Regions from separate parts of the Arachis hypogaea genome. Here region 1 is linked to region 2. A link is a contact called in public Hi-C data. All regions are on one chromosome and are shown on one strand. The core of a region is the stretch at or near the end of the contact, and the rest is flanking DNA. Distances in the headings are between cores, read along the strand shown. Region 1 holds the start of LOC112696444 (protein SLOW GREEN 1, chloroplastic). Region 2 holds the start of LOC112696441 (serine/threonine-protein kinase AFC1).

Region 1 (3,091 bases), core at 391-2,890, 200 kb after region 2:
TATCAGTTATCTCGTTGTTGAAGATAATGAATAATTCAGGTTCAGATTGTCAATTGAACCAATCAAGTGGCCTAGGTGTGGTTCAATTCAGAAGAAAAAATGTAGCATTAGAGAAATTTTTTTGTATTTGCAGCAAATTTGGGTGTAATACGAAGATATTTGGGTGTAACAGGAAGATATTTGAGTATATTTTAAGAATTTTGAGTGTATTTTTATTCTGATAAGTTCTGCATAATTTAAAACTCTTCCTCTTCCTCTTCCTCATCTTCTATTGCTTCTTCTTTTTTTTTTCATCATTAATACCATCTTCTTCTTCTTTTTTTTTCTTATTAATCTTTTCTTTTTTGTTTTACCTTCTCAAGTTTATTCTTGTTTTACTCTCTTAACAAGAATAAAAACAAAAAATTATACAAAAAAGAAGAAGAAACACATAATGTTGTAAAATTACTTGGAAGAGGATGAACTTACATTCATTTAACTAAAAGAAAGAAAGAAATAAGGAAAAAAAAAAGAAGAAGAAAAAAATGCAACATTAGAGAAAATCTTTTTCTGTATTTGTAACAAATTTGGGTGTAACACGAGAATATTTGGATGTAACACGATGACATTTGGGTGTATTTTAAGAATTTTTGGTATATTTTTATTCTGATAAGTTCTATATAATTCAAAACTCTTTCTCTTCCTCCTTCTCATCTTCTGCTGTTTCTTTTTTTTTTTCATCATCATCATCATCTTCTTCTTCTTCTTTTTTTCTTATTCATCTTTTCTTTTTTGTTTTACCTTCTCAAGTTTTTTCTTGTTTTAATCTCTTAACAAGAATAAAAACAAAAAAATCAAACAAAGAAGAAGAAACACATAATGCTGTAAAATTACTTGGAAGAAGATGAACTTACTTTCATTTAACTAAAAGAAAGAAAGAAATAAGGAAAAAAAAGAAAAAGCAGTATTAGAGGAAATATTTTTCTGTATTTGTAGCAAATTTGGGTGTAACACAAAGATATTTGGGTGTAACATGAAGATATTTTGATGTATTTTAAGATTTTTGAGTGTATTTTTATTCTGATAAGTTCTGCATAATTCAAAACTCTTCCTCTTCCTCCTTATCTTCTACTGCTTCTTTTTCCTCATCTTCTTATTTTATTTTCTTTTAATTCTTCTTGGGGGAAAAAATTTGACAAAGAAGAAAAAATACATAATGTTGCAAAATTAATAGAAAGAGGAGAAGGAAAAAAATGCAGCAACAATAACAACAATAAAAAGAACCATGATGAGGATGAAACACGTAAAGAAGAAGAAGAATGAATGCGAAGAAAAGGAGGAAGAATGCAAAAAAGGAGAAGAAGAAGAAGAAGAAGGAGGAGTAGGAGGAAGAACGTGGAATACAAACGTTGAAGAAGAACCGTTTCTCATTTCGCGCTATTCAAAGTTGAGGAGGTGTGTATTTATACATTCTAATTTTAGAGTTGTTTTTGTTAAATTTAAATTAATTTATATAAATTTGTATCACAAAAAGATTTGCATGTGTAGCAAGTCTCTAAATAAGTTATTTTAGTCAATAGTTAAAGTAGGATAAATAGACGGTTTTTGTGATTAACCAAAAAATAAATAGATTCTGATAAAATGAGTAAAATTTTTAAATCAAATAAAAAATAAGCGTAATCTAATATTGGTCATCCCTGCTAAAAAAGTCTAGCTCCGCGGCTCTCCCTCTTTGTACCTCATCTCTCACAGGTTCAGGGTTTTAGCCTTCTTCCAATGTTCCCACTCGCCACTCCCACTGTGGTCTCACCCACACGGGCACCCATGGCCTCTCTCCGGCACCTGTCCCTCAATCCCCACCGTTCATCATCACTCTCTCCATTCTCCCTCTCCTTCCCTCCTTCTTCTTCAACCACCTTTAAGTCCTCATCCATTCGCGCCTCCTCCCAAAACCACCCCAAACCCCAAAACGACGATCTCCTCTCCCGTTTTCTCAAAACCCTAATAAACCCCATCCTCTCGCCAGCCTTCGAAACCACCTGCATCGTCATCTTCGCCACCGCATTCTTCTTCATGCGCCTCCGCCATAACCCCGTCATCGCCGCCCCCCTCACCTCACCCTCCGCCACCGCCGAGTCCTACACCTCCGCCGACCCCGACGCCCCCAACGAGGAGAAAGAAAAGGAAATCGAGGAGCACCTCAGCACAAACCCCTCCGACATCGAAGCCCTCCGCACTCTCATGGAGCTCAAGATCAGAGCGCGCAAAATCGACGAGGCCATTGGCATCATTGACAGGCTCATCGAGCTGGAGCCTCAAGAGTCCGAGTGGCCACTCCTCAAGGCTCACATGCACGTCTACAACGATCAAGTTGACCTTGCACGCGACGTGTTCGAGGAAATTCTCCAGAGAGACCCGCTTCGCGTTGAAGCCTACCACGGCCTCGCAATGACCGCCTTTGAGTCCAAGCTTCCGTTGAATGATTTGTTCAGGAGGATTGAGGTTGCCATGGAGCAGTGCAAGAAGCAGAACAGGAATTCAGAGGTCAGGGACTTCAGGCTCTTGATCGCGCAGATAAAGGTCATGGAGGGAGACCTTGATGCGGCTCTCAAGGCTTACCAGGATCTTGTGAAGGAGGAACCAAGGGATTTCAGGCCTTATCTTTGTCAGGGTATTATATACACCTTGCTGAAGAAGAAAGACGAAGCTGAGAAGCAGTTCAACAAGTTCCGAAGGCTCGTCCCCAAGAACCATCCTTACAAGGAATATTTCGAGGACAATATGTCTGCCACCAAGTTTTTCTCGCAGAAGGTTGAGAGGGAAGGAGCTGCTGCTAGGAGCTGACTAGAGAAATCAAAGAATTTGTGGATTGTTCCACTGAGAGGTCTTTAATGAGTTCTTGTTCCCTTATGTTTTGCTATTTTTAACCCCAGGTGTTTACGTAGGTGATTAGCGTAGTAGTCTTTCATGAGATTACCTCTGGTTGGTTCTCTGGTGAATATAGATACCATGTCTTTAGATCAGTTTATTCTGGGTTCATAACAGTTCATAGTTACAAGCTTTTATCAAACAACTCTTCAAAATATTATGATATCCCTTCCATTTTGGGTTT
Region 2 (3,062 bases), core at 82-2,581:
TTTCTTCATTACTGAATGTTATACAGTGTGGATTTCCCATGCTAACACAAGTGACATTCCATGTAACTCCATCTACATCTAGTTTTGCTTTAACAACAGCACCGTCCTTATTTGCAGGTAACTTAGTAGGAACATCTGATGGTTTAAGAATCGGCTCCCCCATATCAACTCTGACCTGAAACAGTTAGTACTACAGGAATGAATACCAGATAAGTTTGAAAACAAAACCCTTCAATTCTAAACCAACCAACAACACTAAATAAGTAAACTGCAAATACTAGCCCAATAACAACTTACGTTCCCATCCTCTACGATTTCGGGAACAATGAGACCAGCACCAGTGTGTACGGTAAAACTGCAAACAAACAAACAACAACAAAGCCTTACAAACATTGTTATACGATATTTTCAACAAGCTATTCATTCATAACAAGTCCGCTACCATTACAGATATCCACACAATATCGCAGGCTACTCGCTATAACAAGCAAAACAGTGTGAAATCTTCTGAGTAATTAGAGAATGAGTATTACCTGTGCCTGCCGTGTAAATTCTCAAGCTGAGAAACAAATTTGGCAAAGCATCGCACTCCATTGCCACACATCTAACGAGAAAAAGGTACCAATTTAAGTGAATAAAATATCAACAATCGATAATTAATAACAAAAATAATAATAAAAGAAAGAAGAGTCTATTGATTACCTCCGGTTCACTACCATCAGAATTAAAAATTCTCATGGTATAGTCAGTGCCATTGATTCCAGGAAGAACAAAGATAACTCCATCGGCACCAACGCCAAAGTTACGGTCACAGAGCTGAACGGCTTTCTCAGCAGTGATCTTTGGCTCCGAAGAGTCTCTATTATCAATCTATTCAGAAACCCACACGCAATGTTATAAAGGGGAAAGAAGGTTGGGGAAATGATGACGTGGCGGAATGGCTCACCAAAACGAAGTCGTTTCCGAGGCCGTGGTACTTGGCGAAGTGGAGGAAGCCGGACTCCTTGCGCTCGAGAAACGAACTGGTTGAGGTTTTGACGGGAGCATCGATGCTCATCGAAGAAGAAGAAGCGACGATGCGAGGGTTAGTGTATTTAAGAGTGCGTTGAGGAGTGGCCAAAACGGATAGCGTGGTGGAAGAAGAATGGCGAAGAAGACTGTTGTGGCGGCGCGTCGGAGAAGTAATAGGAAGAGAAATGGTAGCGGCTATGGCCATGGCTGAACGCTGATGATTGCTTCCTGCAATGCTCGACTTCGACTCTCCTCATCGCTGTCCCGATCTGACTTAACGACTTGAATTCGTTGTTTTTTTTTTTTTTACCATTACAGTGGTTACAGTATTATTGGGCTTTTATGGGCTGTATAATTTGGGCCTCAAATTGGGCTTTTATGGGCCGTATAATTTGTTCCTCAAGAAAATAATGTTGGCCGAAATCCATAACCATCGGTTCCGTTGATGAATGATGATAACGCTTCAGCATTCTGTTAACCACGGTTAAGCCTGAACCCATTCTCCATCTCTCTCTCTCTCTCTCTCTCTCTCTCTCTCTCTCTCTCATCCGATCCAACTTTAGGTGGTTATTCGGAACAGAATTTCCCCAACTTGGTGTGTTTTCTGATCCGGACGTGATCTGAAAACAATCGAGTTCAGTTCAGAATTCTTATGCTATATCGTGACGAGAGCTTCATGCTCAGGTAAATGGAGACGCAGCGGATAATGGAGATTCCGCATAGGAGCATAGACAAGAGGCCAAGGAAGAGACCTCGTTTAACATGGGACATGCCTCCTCCTCCGCCTCCTATTCCTCCTCCTCTTCCTTGCAAGGTTTTCATTTATCTCATTCTTTCTTCTCGGCATCTTTATCTTTTTCGTAATTTCCCCTATGCTTGATTGCTCGTAATTTCATACTAGTGAATTGATTTGTATATCAATTTGATGCTTACTTTTTTTTAAAATTAAATAAACAAATTTGCCTCTGGTTTGGACATTTTTAGCTCAATTAATGTGTATAGAAATTATTAATTATTATCACAGTTGGTGTATTTCATATGGATGAAGTTTAGGTTGATTTATAAGCAACATTAGGCTTGATTGTTGTGTATTGGAGTCATATAATTTTAAATGATGGAAACATTTTTTTGCTTAATTTTTGGTTGATTGGTCTGTGAATGGTTGCAGGTTCTTCCAGCTTCAAATCGCAGCCAGGAGGTTGGGAATGGCATTGTTCCAAATCATGTTTATTCATCATCCATGTTTTATAGGGGAACGTCTCGAAATGGATCGCCCCCTTGGAGGCCTGATGATAAAGATGGTCACTATGTTTTTGCCGTGGGTGAAAATTTGACACCACGATGTAGGTGATTCATCCTCATTTAATATGAAGTATATTGGTTTGCAATGCTCTGTTTGTTAAGTCTAGTATCATAGAGCCTCCTGCCTTCCCTACTTTTTTTTTTTTTTCATCTTTCCAAGTTTCTATTTATGACTCATCTAAACTGAGATTTTGAATGATTAATTTTAACAAATGAATCTCTGTTGGGTAGATTTGTTTTCTTTTGTCATTTTTTGCTATTATGTATAGCTTTATGCTTAGGTCATATGTGTCCTTAACTAAAATTGATTCTGTTATGTTTGCAGACAGGATTCTTGGTAAAATGGGGGAAGGTAGCATCCAAGATTCTGGTTCTTTTTATGGGATAAGATTTTTAAGCTTACTAAAAAAATCCTATTCTTGGAGTTGTTTTATTCCTAAATGTTATGGTCTAATTTGGATGCTTGAATGTCCTTCAGGAACATTTGGTCAAGTCTTGGAATGTTTTGACAATGAAAAGAAAGAAGTTGTGGCAATTAAAATTGTTCGCTCCCTAATCAAGTATCGTGAGGCAGCAATGACTGAAATTGATGTGCTGATGAGGCTAGCCAAACATGATGTTTCTGGTTCTCGGTAAGAGTTCATTCTGGTTCTCTTCCATTATTGGTTGTAGATGTTAAAAAGTAATTGTGGTATAAGTGGTTTCGTTCTTTGCAGTTGTGTGCAAATACGGAATTGGTTTGACTATCG

The links. A called contact is a pair of places that touch in the nucleus more often than the background predicts.
Region 1: a Hi-C map of leaf shows a contact between it and region 2, with 2.6 times the contacts expected there. The contact joins the promoter of LOC112696444 here to the promoter of LOC112696441 in region 2. A contact is called at or near these places in 3 of 8 Hi-C or Micro-C datasets (leaf and an unstated tissue).

What each region holds. Positions count from the first base shown.
Region 1 is chr6:21,382,623-21,385,713 of arahy.Tifrunner.gnm2.J5K5, forward strand. It overlaps LOC112696444 (protein SLOW GREEN 1, chloroplastic), which reads left to right and starts at 1,641. Exons shown (of 1, transcript XM_025749216.2): 1 at 1,641-3,091. The coding sequence starts at 1,756. The coding sequence ends at 2,823.
Region 2 is chr6:21,184,394-21,187,455 of arahy.Tifrunner.gnm2.J5K5, forward strand. It overlaps LOC112696441 (serine/threonine-protein kinase AFC1), which reads left to right and starts at 1,332. Exons shown (of 12, transcript XM_025749210.3): 1 at 1,332-1,825; 2 at 2,180-2,354; 3 at 2,639-2,665; 4 at 2,792-2,945; 5 at 3,030-3,062. The coding sequence starts at 1,700. It overlaps LOC112696442 (diaminopimelate epimerase, chloroplastic), which reads right to left and starts at 1,250. Exons shown (of 9, transcript XM_025749213.2): 1 at 947-1,250; 2 at 703-870; 3 at 534-604; 4 at 298-355; 5 at 1-175. The coding sequence starts at 1,216.